Regions from separate parts of the Mus musculus genome. Here region 2 is linked to region 1. A link is a contact called in public Hi-C data. All regions are on one chromosome and are shown on one strand. Each heading gives the region's core, a stretch centred on a gene start, on an enhancer-like site or on the middle of the called end of the contact. The rest is flanking DNA. Distances are from core to core; before and after follow the strand shown.

What was found. A called contact is a pair of places that touch in the nucleus more often than the background predicts.
Region 2: a contact with region 1 is called in a Hi-C map of the G1E-ER4 cell line, with 4 times the contacts expected there. The contact joins two enhancer-like sites. A contact is called at or near these places in 6 of 39 promoter capture datasets (3T3-L1-derived adipocytes, the HPC-7 cell line, cranial neural crest and 3 more), 1 of 484 Hi-C or Micro-C datasets (the G1E-ER4 cell line), 3 of 115 datasets of contacts at active chromatin or transcription factors (bone marrow-derived macrophages, large pre-B cells and pancreatic cancer cells) and 2 of 9 other capture datasets (adipose tissue and embryonic stem cells).

What each region holds. Positions count from the first base shown.
Region 1 is chr7:97,747,110-97,752,484 of GRCm38.p6, reverse strand. No RefSeq gene overlaps it. Among named protein-coding and RNA genes, the nearest start is that of Aqp11, 12 kb to the right of the region's middle. Within about 2 kb of position 3,389, at least 234 of the 459 cell types and tissues checked have an H3K27ac peak or open chromatin away from gene starts, as enhancers often do. A contact at or near this core is called in the G1E-ER4 cell line, adipose tissue, bone marrow-derived macrophages and 1 more, where this site is marked.
Region 2 is chr7:98,326,572-98,332,535 of GRCm38.p6, reverse strand. No RefSeq gene overlaps it. Among named protein-coding and RNA genes, the nearest start is that of Acer3, 20 kb to the right of the region's middle. Within about 2 kb of position 3,680, at least 29 of the 459 cell types and tissues checked have an H3K27ac peak or open chromatin away from gene starts, as enhancers often do. A contact at or near this core is called in the G1E-ER4 cell line, adipose tissue, bone marrow-derived macrophages and 1 more, where this site is marked.

The sequences.
Region 1 (5,375 bases), core at 2,140-4,639:
CAAACCTGACAGCAACCATAACTTTGCAAAGAGCTCAAGCTCACAGTAGAGTATGTTTATCACATCTAGGGCCGAAGCTACAACCCAAACATTAAAAAAACAAAAAAACAAAAACAAAACAAAACAAAAACCCATCAGAGCCCTGGAAAGAGTCATAGACTTAGCTGCAAAGCCTGACAGTGTGGAACCCCTAGGAAAGAAGAGGGGAGCACTTCCCAGGATTGCTCTGGCTGTGGTCTCAAAGGCAGGACCTCAAAACAGAGATATCAGAAACAGCGTAACTACAGCAAACTAAAAGGCAGCAAAGGAAACGATCTACAAGAGAAAGAGACAACCACGCGGGAGAGGGCATTTTCATGTCTTATATGTGAGAAGGTACTAACCTCCAAAATACATAAAGAATTCCATTAAGTTAATAAATCTAAAACTAGTAACCTGTTTTTAAAAGTGAACAAAGGACCTGAATAGACATTTCTCCAAAGAAAATATACAAAGTGTCCAACAAGCATGTGAAAAAAAAAATGACCAGCATCACTGAATTTCTGTGAAGTGTGAATCAAAACCACAGAGACATTGCCTGAGCCTTTCAGGATGCTATCATCATAGGAAAGAAAAAAGAAGAAAAGGAGGAGGAGGAAGAAGAGGAGAAGGAAGATGAGGAGGAGGAGGAGGAGGAAGAAGAAGAAGAAGAAAAGAAGAAGAAGAAGAAAAGAAGAAGAAGAAGAAGAAGAAGAAGAAGAAGAAGAAGAAGAAGAAGAAGAAGAAGAAGAAGAAGAAGAAGAAGAAGAAGAAGTAGAGGTGGTGTGTGGGCAAAAGAGAAACCTTTGAATCCTGTTGGCAGAAATATTCTGGAAAACAGTAGGCAGGTTCCTCAAAAGGTTAAAGATAGAACAGCCGTATTGTTCAGTAATCCCACTTCCGCATACTAATCCAAAAGAACCGAAGTCGGGATCTTGACAAGACATTAGAAGTCCTGTGTTCACTCTGGCACTGCCTGTAAGAACTGAGGTATAAGCCGACCTACACGTCATTACAGATGAATGGATAAAGACATGAAGCACACACATGTTCTTAAATAAGATGGAATGGATATATCACAATGGAGGGTGGGGAGACGACTCACAGTTAAGAGCACTTGCTGCTCTTCTAACTCCAGTTTTAGGGCATTTGATGCCCTCTTCCTGCTCTCTGAACAGCACATGGGTTGTACATACATGCATGCAGGCAAAACACTCATAAAATAAAAAAAAAAATACAATTTAAAAGCATTAAAATTTGTTGGGTGAGATGGCTCATGCCTTTAAGCCTACTAATTTAAGCCCTTTAATTCTGGAGGCAGAGGCATGTGGATCTCTAAGTTTGAGGCCAATGGATCTCTGTGAGTTTAAAGTCAATCTGGTCCATATAGGGAGTTCCAGGACAGCCATGGTTATATAGTGAGACTGTCTCAAAACAAAATAAAAAGCAAAAACAAAAAAATAAAAAATAGGGCTGGTGAGATGGCTCAGTGGGTAAGAGCACCTGACTGCTCTTCCGAAGGTCAGGAGTTCAAATCCCAGCAACCACATGGTGGCTCACAACCATCCGATCACGAGATCTGACTCCCTCTTCTGGAGTGTCTGAGGACAGCTACAGTGTACTTACATATAATAAATAAATAAATAAATCTTAAAAAAAAAGTAAAAAATATAATATCTGAAGTTAAGGATTTGGAATTGAAATGTAAATACATATGGTATGACTTAGAATTGAAATAATTATGCAGGCTATGAGACAAGGTAATTTTATCTTCTTGAATTCTTTTTGATATTCTAATCACAGCAATTGATCAATATAAATAAGTATAATTAAAGAACTAATTCCAGAAAGAAAAACATACTAACAAACATCCAAATCTACAATTGGTTTTCATGAATTCTTTCCTGCGTCCTAGTTTATAATGGATCATTATTGGGAGGAAGTCTGACTTCCGCTTAAAATAACAAACAAATCACCACTCTGTTAAAACACAAAACAACCACAAACTAGGCTAAGGATGAAGTGTATCTGACAGAGTGCTTGCCTAGCATGCTGGAAGCCCTGGCTGCAACCCAAGTAAGGTATAAAACCAGGCATGGGTGTGCACACCTGTAATCCTAGCACCCGGAAGGTGAGGGCAAGGGAATCCTGACTTCAAAGTCGTCCTGAGCCACAAAACATCATCCTGGTTTGATAAGGGGGAAAAAAAGAGGAAAAGAAAAGAAAATTAAGGAATAGGAGGGACTTGGGCTAGAATACCTGAAAGGAAATTTTAAGCTAAAGTGTATATGGCACATGACTGGAGGGGACCATGACTTGAGTTGCCTTGGGGATCAGGTGGGAGGCTCATAGCTGTGGTGGTTTTGTGGTTAGGCAGCTCTGTATCCTGCCTCCAGCTTTAACCACTCACTGGACGTTAGTTAGGGAGTCCTTGCTCAAGTTACAGGAGCTCTAAAGCCCAGCCTCCTCATGGGTAAAACGGAGATGTCCACGGGCTATGTCACAGATGTTCATAAGACAGAATTCATACCAGGCATTTAAAGCAGGCAGATGTGCCCTGTCTAAGAAGCAGATTATATCCAACAAATGCTAGGCTCCTTCATGTGTGAAAGTGAACAGACCTGAGACGAAATTCACCAACAGGTCTTTGACAATCCCTCTGACTTTCTGACTGCCGAGTGCAGACCAACACACTATAGTCTCCAATGACGTGTGTGTATATGTGGATGACGTGATCACCATCTCCAGGTCCCTAGAGGAAGGCATGTGGGTTTCATCTACATGTAAAAAGAATAAATTAGGAGCAGGAAGTGTATCGGAGATCCTCTCTATTTATTTACCTATAGTTAGTTTTAAAAAATCTCTTTAAAACTCATCTTTTTATTCTTAAACAGTCATACATTTGCATAAAGTACTTTCTCGGACCCGCCCCCTCCACCCCTTCCCGCCCTCCTACTGCCTGTTGACTGCTTTCATCTTCCCAAGTCCCTCCGGTACTTCTGAGCCTTTTTGTTTGCTTTACTTTGGGTCTGGAGCCACGCTGTGTTCAGTCAGGGTTGCTTGCAGGAGCACGGGGCGGGGTTGTGGACCATGCACAACTAACCAGTGTCAACACCCCTGAAAAAACACGACTTGCTCTCCCCAGTCCCTTCTAATTTCCTTTAAGATCTATGTCTTTTACTTTATGTGTATGAGTGTCCTGTCTGCATGTGTGCCGAGGCGGTCAGACAATGGATCAGGTCCTCTAGAACCGGGGTTACCGGTGGTTGTGAGCAACCACTGTGTGCTGGGAACCTAGGTTCTCCTCTGAGCCATCTCCCCAGCCCTAGTTAGATACTTAGAAAGAGGATCTCACTGTGTAACTCTGGCTGGCCTGAAATTCACAGAGCTCTTCCTGTCTCTATTTCCTGAGTGCTGGAACCAAAGGCTTGCGCCCACACTGAGCTCCTTTTACTTTTACTTTCTAAATTAGAGAACGTGGACGCTGCTTCACAAAGTGTCCCGCTACAGCCGTGCACACAGGAGAGTTCCCCCAACAATGTACACAATCCCAGTCTCCAGGTCTTTGAGTTCTGTTGGAAACAAAACAAAACAAAACAAAAACAAAAACAAACCACCACCACCCCACAACAACAATAACAAAAAAACCACAAATGCCTTCCCCTGCACCCATAGGCCCGAGACAGAGCTTGGCAGGGATGCAGTGTGGCTGGCTTCCCCAAGGGTGCACAAGCTCTAGATCCAGAAGGAGGAGGCATTGTGCAGAAGAGCCCGGAGCAGCAGCCAGGCTTCCTTCGCACCAGCAACATCCCTGCTCCTCAAAGTTGTGACAGCCGGGAGTGGGGGTGGGTGGGTATGAGGGACTTTTGGTATAGCATTGGAAATGTAAATGAGCTAAATACCTAATAAAAAATGGAAATAAATAAATAAATAAATAAATAAATAAATAAATAAGTTGTGACAGCCTTCCCCAGGCCCAGGCTCACTAAGTTTTGGAGGCTACAAGGTAGCAGTCACCATAAAATCAACAGTAGTGTTCTCCGTCAAGCCGTGCAAACAGAAGAGGTTCTCCCAACGCGGGTGGATCCTGACCACCGGCCTCTGGCGGGACAGAATGTTCTGGTGGCCAGGCCGCAGAGAAAAGTCTGGCTTTGTGTTGTACAAGGAGGAAAATTCCTACTGCGGTTGGACGCAGCTCACTCTGAGCTAGGGTATCGCCTGCCACCTAGCGGCTCGCTCGCGGAAGAGGGCATGTTTCCACGAAAGCAAGGCCAAAAAGTTCGGTTCACGTTTTTTTTTTTGTTTGTTTGTTTTGTTTTGTTTTGTTTTTTTGTTTGTTTGTTTGTTTTTTTTAACACCTCCCGGGCTGCCAGGATCCCCCTTCTCAGGACAATGCCAAGGCTGGAGCCTTACAAAATACCGAGTACTAGTGTCTTTTTAGTATAGTTCGTCACTCTCCCACAGCTCCACCTGCTAGAAAGAAATGCAGAGAGAGCAGCGAGAGGAAGCTCCCGTTCAGCCATGGAAAGAGATCAAGTCACATACAGGACTAATGTGGGTGACAGAGACCATGGAACTGGAGTCAGTAAAGAGATCCTGGAAGGCGTGCGCGTGTGCGTGTGTGTGTGTGTGTGTGTGTGTGTGTGTGTGTGTGTACACGCACGCTTTTATTTTGTTTTGTTTTTAACTCCTAAAACTATTATTTCATTATGTTCATTATGTTTTTATGTGTATGGGTATTTGCCTGCATATATGTCTTGTGTATCAGATGTGTGCCTGGTGCCCTTGGAGGCCAGAAGAGGGCATCTGACCTCTTGAAACTGGAATTACAGATAATTGTGAGCCGTCATGTGAGTTCTGGGAATCAACCCCAAATCCTCTGTAAGAGCAGCCATTGCTCTTAACTGCTGAGTTCTCTCTCCACTGAATGCAGGCACCTCCTTATCTCTGAGTTATGACTGGTTCTGTAAGATGGGGAAGGTGGATGGTGGTGAATACAGCCCAAAAGCCTGGGTTTTCAGAGTCGGCCTTCATCCAGCACTGTACTGGCTTCTCTGGCTGGAACTCGGCTAGCCTCCTGGATTCTCTGAACAGTGGCTTCTGCCTCTTGCTTCACCTTTGACCTTCCTCTGCTTTCCACAGGGCCCTCACACCTCCCATGAATGCTGATATATTCAAGTAACGTGTTCTGTGGTTTACTCAGTGTTTGGCACATGATAAGCACTGGAGTCACAGCTTGTACTGCTGTGGGTTAGACAACAGATGGACCTGGCCTGGAGGCTCAGCAGAGAACCAGGGACTGCTCTGTGCACTAAGTCAGCCCAAGGCTTTGAGTCGGCCATTTTTGTTTGCATTCT
Region 2 (5,964 bases), core at 2,431-4,930, 580 kb before region 1:
CCCACAACTTATGCATGCGTCCATGAGCCCCAGTCAGAGCCTGAAATTTCACTGTGAGAAAGTGTTGAGCCTGAGTTCAGGTACATGGCCATTTCCATCTGAGAGTCTGTGTCAGGCCCTGTTCCAGACTGGGAGACACACAGGTGGCTCTCCTCACCTCCCAAGTGGCATCTGAAGAGATGCATTTGGCCTGATCCCCTCCTAAAAACCCACCAGAAGGTATGATATATGGGATTTTTCAACATGAAGTCTACAGGGGCCACAAACCTTCAAACCACAGTGCACAGGGACCACACAGATGAAGGTGACAGCCCCAAGTCAGCTGTTATTTATCAATGACTGTTTCCTCAGGAACAGCCCAGAAGAAACGGCCACGGAAACTGGGGCTCTAGTTCAGGTCTTGACATGGCCCCAAGTGCAAAAGTGGAAAGGGAGGATTTCCTCTGATACTCGTTTATCTCCCAAAGAACTTTCTGAATAAACACAATTTGTCAGCACAGGGCAAACACACACAGAAAGAAATGGCTCCTATTTCAGCTGCAGGGCAGATGTCTGACAAGCCCCAGCCCTCTGAGAGGAGTCTGCTTGTGGTCTGCTCTCTGCAACTCCAGAGGATCAATGAGCTGTCATTCGTCTCTTCGCTATCGGTATTGCCTTGAGTGAGGTGCCCTGCCACCTGAGTTAGTGTCATCTGGATGCTTGCTGAAAAGCCTGAACCTTAACCCAGATGTTCAGACTCGTACTGGGGTGAGGCCTACAAACCTGATTTTACTTGGGATCCCAGAGGCTGTGAGTCAAGGCAAGGGTTGGGAATTTCTACCCCTCGGTTCTCTCTCAAATAAAAGAATAACTTAGCTTGCACATCCTAGCAAAGATTTCACTCAGTTTCTTCATGGTGTCTCAGGTTGGGTAGTGTGTAGTATAGTGTGAGGTGTGTGTGTGTGTGTGTGTGTGTGTGTGTGTGTGTTGGGAATCCAACAAGCAGATAGAAGAATGGTAGACACACACACACACATATCACAGACTAAAATGAGAGGTCAAAATATTTTTCTTTGACCTAATCTATGTTTCCTTTAATCAGGAGTACACATGATTTACTTAATAAAAATAATTAAAAAAAAAAAGGGATCCAGCCTGGCAGTGGTGGTGCACGCCTTTAATCCCAACACTTGTGGCAGAGGCAGGTAGATTTCTGAGTTCGAGGCCAGCCTGGTCTACAAAGTGAGTTCCAGGCCAGCCAGGACTACACAGAAAAACCCTGTCTCAAAAAACAAACAAACAAACCAAAAAAGGGATCCCGTCCAGCTATTGTCCATCTTGAATTTCTTAGTCCATCCAAATATTGTGGCCCTCAGTACCTGGGATGGAAGTGTCAGGGGGAAATTTTCAGAACTGATTCCAGGATCAGGCACCTAGAGCAGCCGTCGGGAAATGCAGAGCCAACCTGTTCTGCCATCCAGGCCTTGCAGGGTCCTGGGCATTAGGTTCCCAGGGATGTTTAGCAGTAAAGCCAGACCATGGCCGAGGTCCAGGAAGCAGGTGCAGGGCCCAGCACGGCAGCAGGGTACTCCCTTCCCAAAAGCAGCCACAGCATCTCACCTCCAGTGGACATCCATCTTCCCGGAAGTGAGTGGGGTTTGACTTGTGTCCACTGATAGTTTGGCACAATTCCCCAGTGAACACAATCAACCCTCAGTAAGTTAACACCAGTGAGTCACAAGAAAAGAATGTGAAGTTACAAGCAGCCCTGGGTATTTGTTGGATCACAGTGACTTGGGCCTGTTACCAAAGAACCCCACCTAATAGAGCATACATGTCCTGAATCTCTGTACACACCATGTCTCCTTCCCCACTGAATACCTCTACCTCCTGGGGAGCTTGAGAAAGTAACCAGGACAAAGTTGATGTGGATGTTAGGCCCCTCCCCTTCTCCTAACTACCATGGAGTTCCCCTGGGCTCACAGATTGGGTGTGTGTGTGTGTGTGAGGGGGACTGGGCATAGCACTGAGCAGCCTCTTTGCAACCAGTTGTTCCTTTAGAGCTCCAGACAACTCCCATATCCTATGCCAGGGTACACCTCCCACATCCAGGATAGGGGAAGGCCAAAATTCCAAGGGATATTGTTTGAACCTTACAATTGTAATAAAGTTTAAAAATATCAATTTAGCCTATGGCTAGTTCCTATCTACAAGAAAATTAATTGTATCAATAACCGTGCCTTGGCATCAGAAGGAGGTAACTAAGCAGTCTCTAAACAGGGTAACAAGTAGCTGTACCCTGTCATCTAACACACCACCCCCATCCCTCTTCTTCCACTGCCTTGTGCATGAGAGATAAGGGGCAGACAAAGCCTACAGTCCTGGCACCACCCACTAAATACTAACACACACACCCATACTCTCCAGATGGCTCCCTGAAGCCCTGCTCTGCTGCTGACTTAGAGCTAAGGATGACCATGAACGCCTGATGCTCCTGCCCACTCCTCCCAAACACTACATTATAGGGGTCATCACTCTCTGATTTGTATCCTGAATTTATTTTTGCACCCATTCCATAGGACTTGAGTGAGTTTGGCGCAACAGCCTTGGCAGGACGTTGTTTAATAGACACTAGCTTAGAATAAACACTTATATTAATGACATCATTATTTCAGCAGGTCCTTCCTGCTGGGCAGACCTCACCAGAACAGATCTGAGCAGGAAACCTCATCTGTTTTGCTGGCTCACCTCCCAGAGACATCATGGGTAACGACCACAGGCCTTATTTTCCCATCGGGCCCTGTCTTCTCTTACTAAGGTGACCTTAAACATTTCTGAGGGCTCTGTCTTCCTTGGCCTCGCCAGGCTGTTGTGAGGAGAGGGGGTTAGGTGTGTGGCAGGTGCCTGACTTGTTGCTCAGAAATACTTGGCTCTTTGTTATTAATTTCTTTCCCCTATCTCCTGAGAAGGAGTAATACCAGTGATGTCTGCCACTTGTGTATTGTAATCCACAAAACCACGGGACAAGTGAAGAAGAGAGTGTGAGAGAGTGTGATTCAGGGATGAACGGAGCTTCCGTGAAGACCACGACATGGTGCCCGTGCCTGTGATCCTGACACTTAGAATGTTGAAGAAGGATTTCCAAATTCTAGCCCAGCCTGGGCTACATGGTGAGACCCTGCCTCAAACAACAGCAAGAACAACAAAATAACAAATAAAGCAGGCCTGGGGGCGGGGGAGGAGCTGGGGAAATTTAGTCAGTAGATAAGTGCCCTCGTGCAAGCATGAGGTGGTGAGTTCAAGTTCCCAGACACATAGCATGAGTGTTTGTAATGCCAGCACTCCTACAGGTAGATGTGAGGCCGAGATAGGAGAATCCCCCAGAAGCCAGGAGCCCACCTATCCTGCCATATACAGTGGGGAAACAGTAGAGACCCTGTCACAATGTGAAAGGTGAGGACAGACTCCTAAGGTTGACTTCTGACCTCCATGCTTACATTGTGGTACATGCACATCCACATTCACACACACACACACACACACACACACACACACACACACACACACACACAGTGCTGGGGATGAAGTTCCCTTGATAGAGTGATTGCCCAGCATGCAAGAAGCTCTGGGTTTGAATTCTAACACTGCATAAACAGCGTTTGCTGGCCTAAGCCTGTGATCTCAGCACTTAAGAGGTAGAAGTAGGGGGAGGAATTCAAGGTCATCCTTGGCTACTTAATGAGTTTGAGGCCAGCCTGAAATATATGAGCCCCTGTCTCAAAAACAAAACAGAACAAACAACAACAATAATAACAACGACGACAACAAAATGAAAAGAAAGCAAAAACTGCAGAAAACCCACCACTTTGCACTGGTAGCAGGAGGTGCTTTTCTACTGGGCTCAGCTCTGAGGAAGCTGAGGGAATAGACATAGAAGCTGTGGAAATACTTCCTCTTGTAGTTAAGATTTTGAAGAAGTCTAAGCCTTAGGAACGATTTCTCCCTTGGATGCTTTTGTTTGTTGTGAGTGAATGACATCAACTTCAGCCTTGGGGAGGAAGTATAAAGCCATTGCTGGGTGGGCTGGGTGCTGGTCAGTGCTTCAGTTTGTGTGAGGCTCTAGTTCAGTCCTCAGAGCTAAGAAAGAACACGTGCTGCAGACTCAAAGCTGCCAGATGATGTGACTGACACTAGGAACAGGTGACCAGAGTGACTGAGCCCTGCTGCTGCAGAGTTGCTTTTGTGATGGCCAGACTGAGAAAACTCCAGCGAGGATGGTTTGACTGTCTATAGTGCTGGGAAGTGAACTCAGGGCCTCAGGGCTGCTAGGGAAGCTCCCTATGCCACCAGTCCTTCTAATTATATGTTTTAGACAGAATCTCGGTAAATGGCCCAGGCTGGCCTCAAACTTGCAGCTCTCCTATCTCAGACTTGAAAGTTGTTACAACCTGTATTTATCTATTTAGTATGTGTGAGTCCCTCTTTCTTTCTCTCTTGAATGAGTGTGTGTGTGCGTATCACTGAAATATCATCATATATACACATATGTACACACACACACATATATGTGTGTACACATATGTGTGTCTGTGTATATATTTATATAGATATATCTATATCTATATCTATATATACCAACACCAACACCAAAATTCCAAAACCAAAGCAAGCCAAAACCCTGCAGAAAATCCACCACCTTTCACTGTGGCATAAGGTGAATAAGCCTAATTTTTTTATCTGTAAAATGTTACACAAGGATTTTTTTTTGCTTCATTTCCAGGCTTGGAAAATGTGTAATTGTAGTAATATATAGAATTCTAGCCAGGATGCCAACATTAAGATCCAGTGGGCAAACACAAACTACTTGAATTTTTTAGTTACTTAAATTCAAATTACTTGAATTACATGAAGCAAAACTGGAGGACTTTTGGAGTAGCTGACTTCTTGAGCACAGGCTTTTCAGACTTAATACAGGCCATGTTAGCAGAAAGGGAAAACTCAGGGAAGATGGAGAAGGGCTGAGGAAATGGCTTAGTGCTGAAGAACACTCAATGCTCTTGCAGAGGACTGCAGTTGCTTTCCAATACCCATCCTAGGTGGCTCACAGCTGCAGGTAATTCTGGGGATTGATGCCTTCTTCTGGACACACACGCGCGCGCACACACACACACAGTACACATAATAAAGAAGAAATGAAAATAAGGGGGAGAGAGAGAGGAGGGAGAAGAACTACTTAAGCGTGTGCTCTTCCAGGAAGCCCTCTCTGAAGCCTTCTTGCGGGGCTAGGATACAGGCTCTCTCAGTTTCTTGCATTCCCCGTTCGTTTCTACTTGGTTCAGATTGTGTGTCACATTCATTGTCCATGCATACCCCCATCATGGCTGTAAAACTGTCCTCAGGGATTCGGACCTAGCACAAGGCCATGCAGGCTCTGAGTGGAGTCGAAAAGCTTGTGAATTGGACAAAGCATCAGTGATGAAACAGGGCGATTCTGCCTGCATTTCCAATTGGTGGCTTTATTTCAGAGAGCATTTACCATAATAAGCCTGTGTGTAAATATTTCTTTAAAATTGTGTTCATTGATTTGTATTGGTGCATTGGTGTTTTGCCTGTATGCATATCCAGAGTTCCTTCTAGAACTGGAGTTACAGATAATTGGGAGCTGCCATGTAGGTGCTGGGAATTGAATTCAGGTTCTCTGGAAGGACAGCCAGTGTACTTAACTACTGAGCCATCTCTCCAGCCCTGTCTAAACAATTTTATGAAGGCTATGAAGAGTTTCCTCTGTGTTTGCCAGCTGCTCCCTTGAAGCCTAAAACTTCTCCCAAGTCTATGGAACTGCACTGTTTCTAACTTCCAGGACAAGACCCGGAATGCTGTGTGCAAGCAGTGTGTAGACCGATGCAGCAGAGTGGTGAGGGATGAAAGCTCCAGGCTCTCTATGGCTCTGCACCTCAGGCACAAGGCAGTGCTCTGCTCACCTGC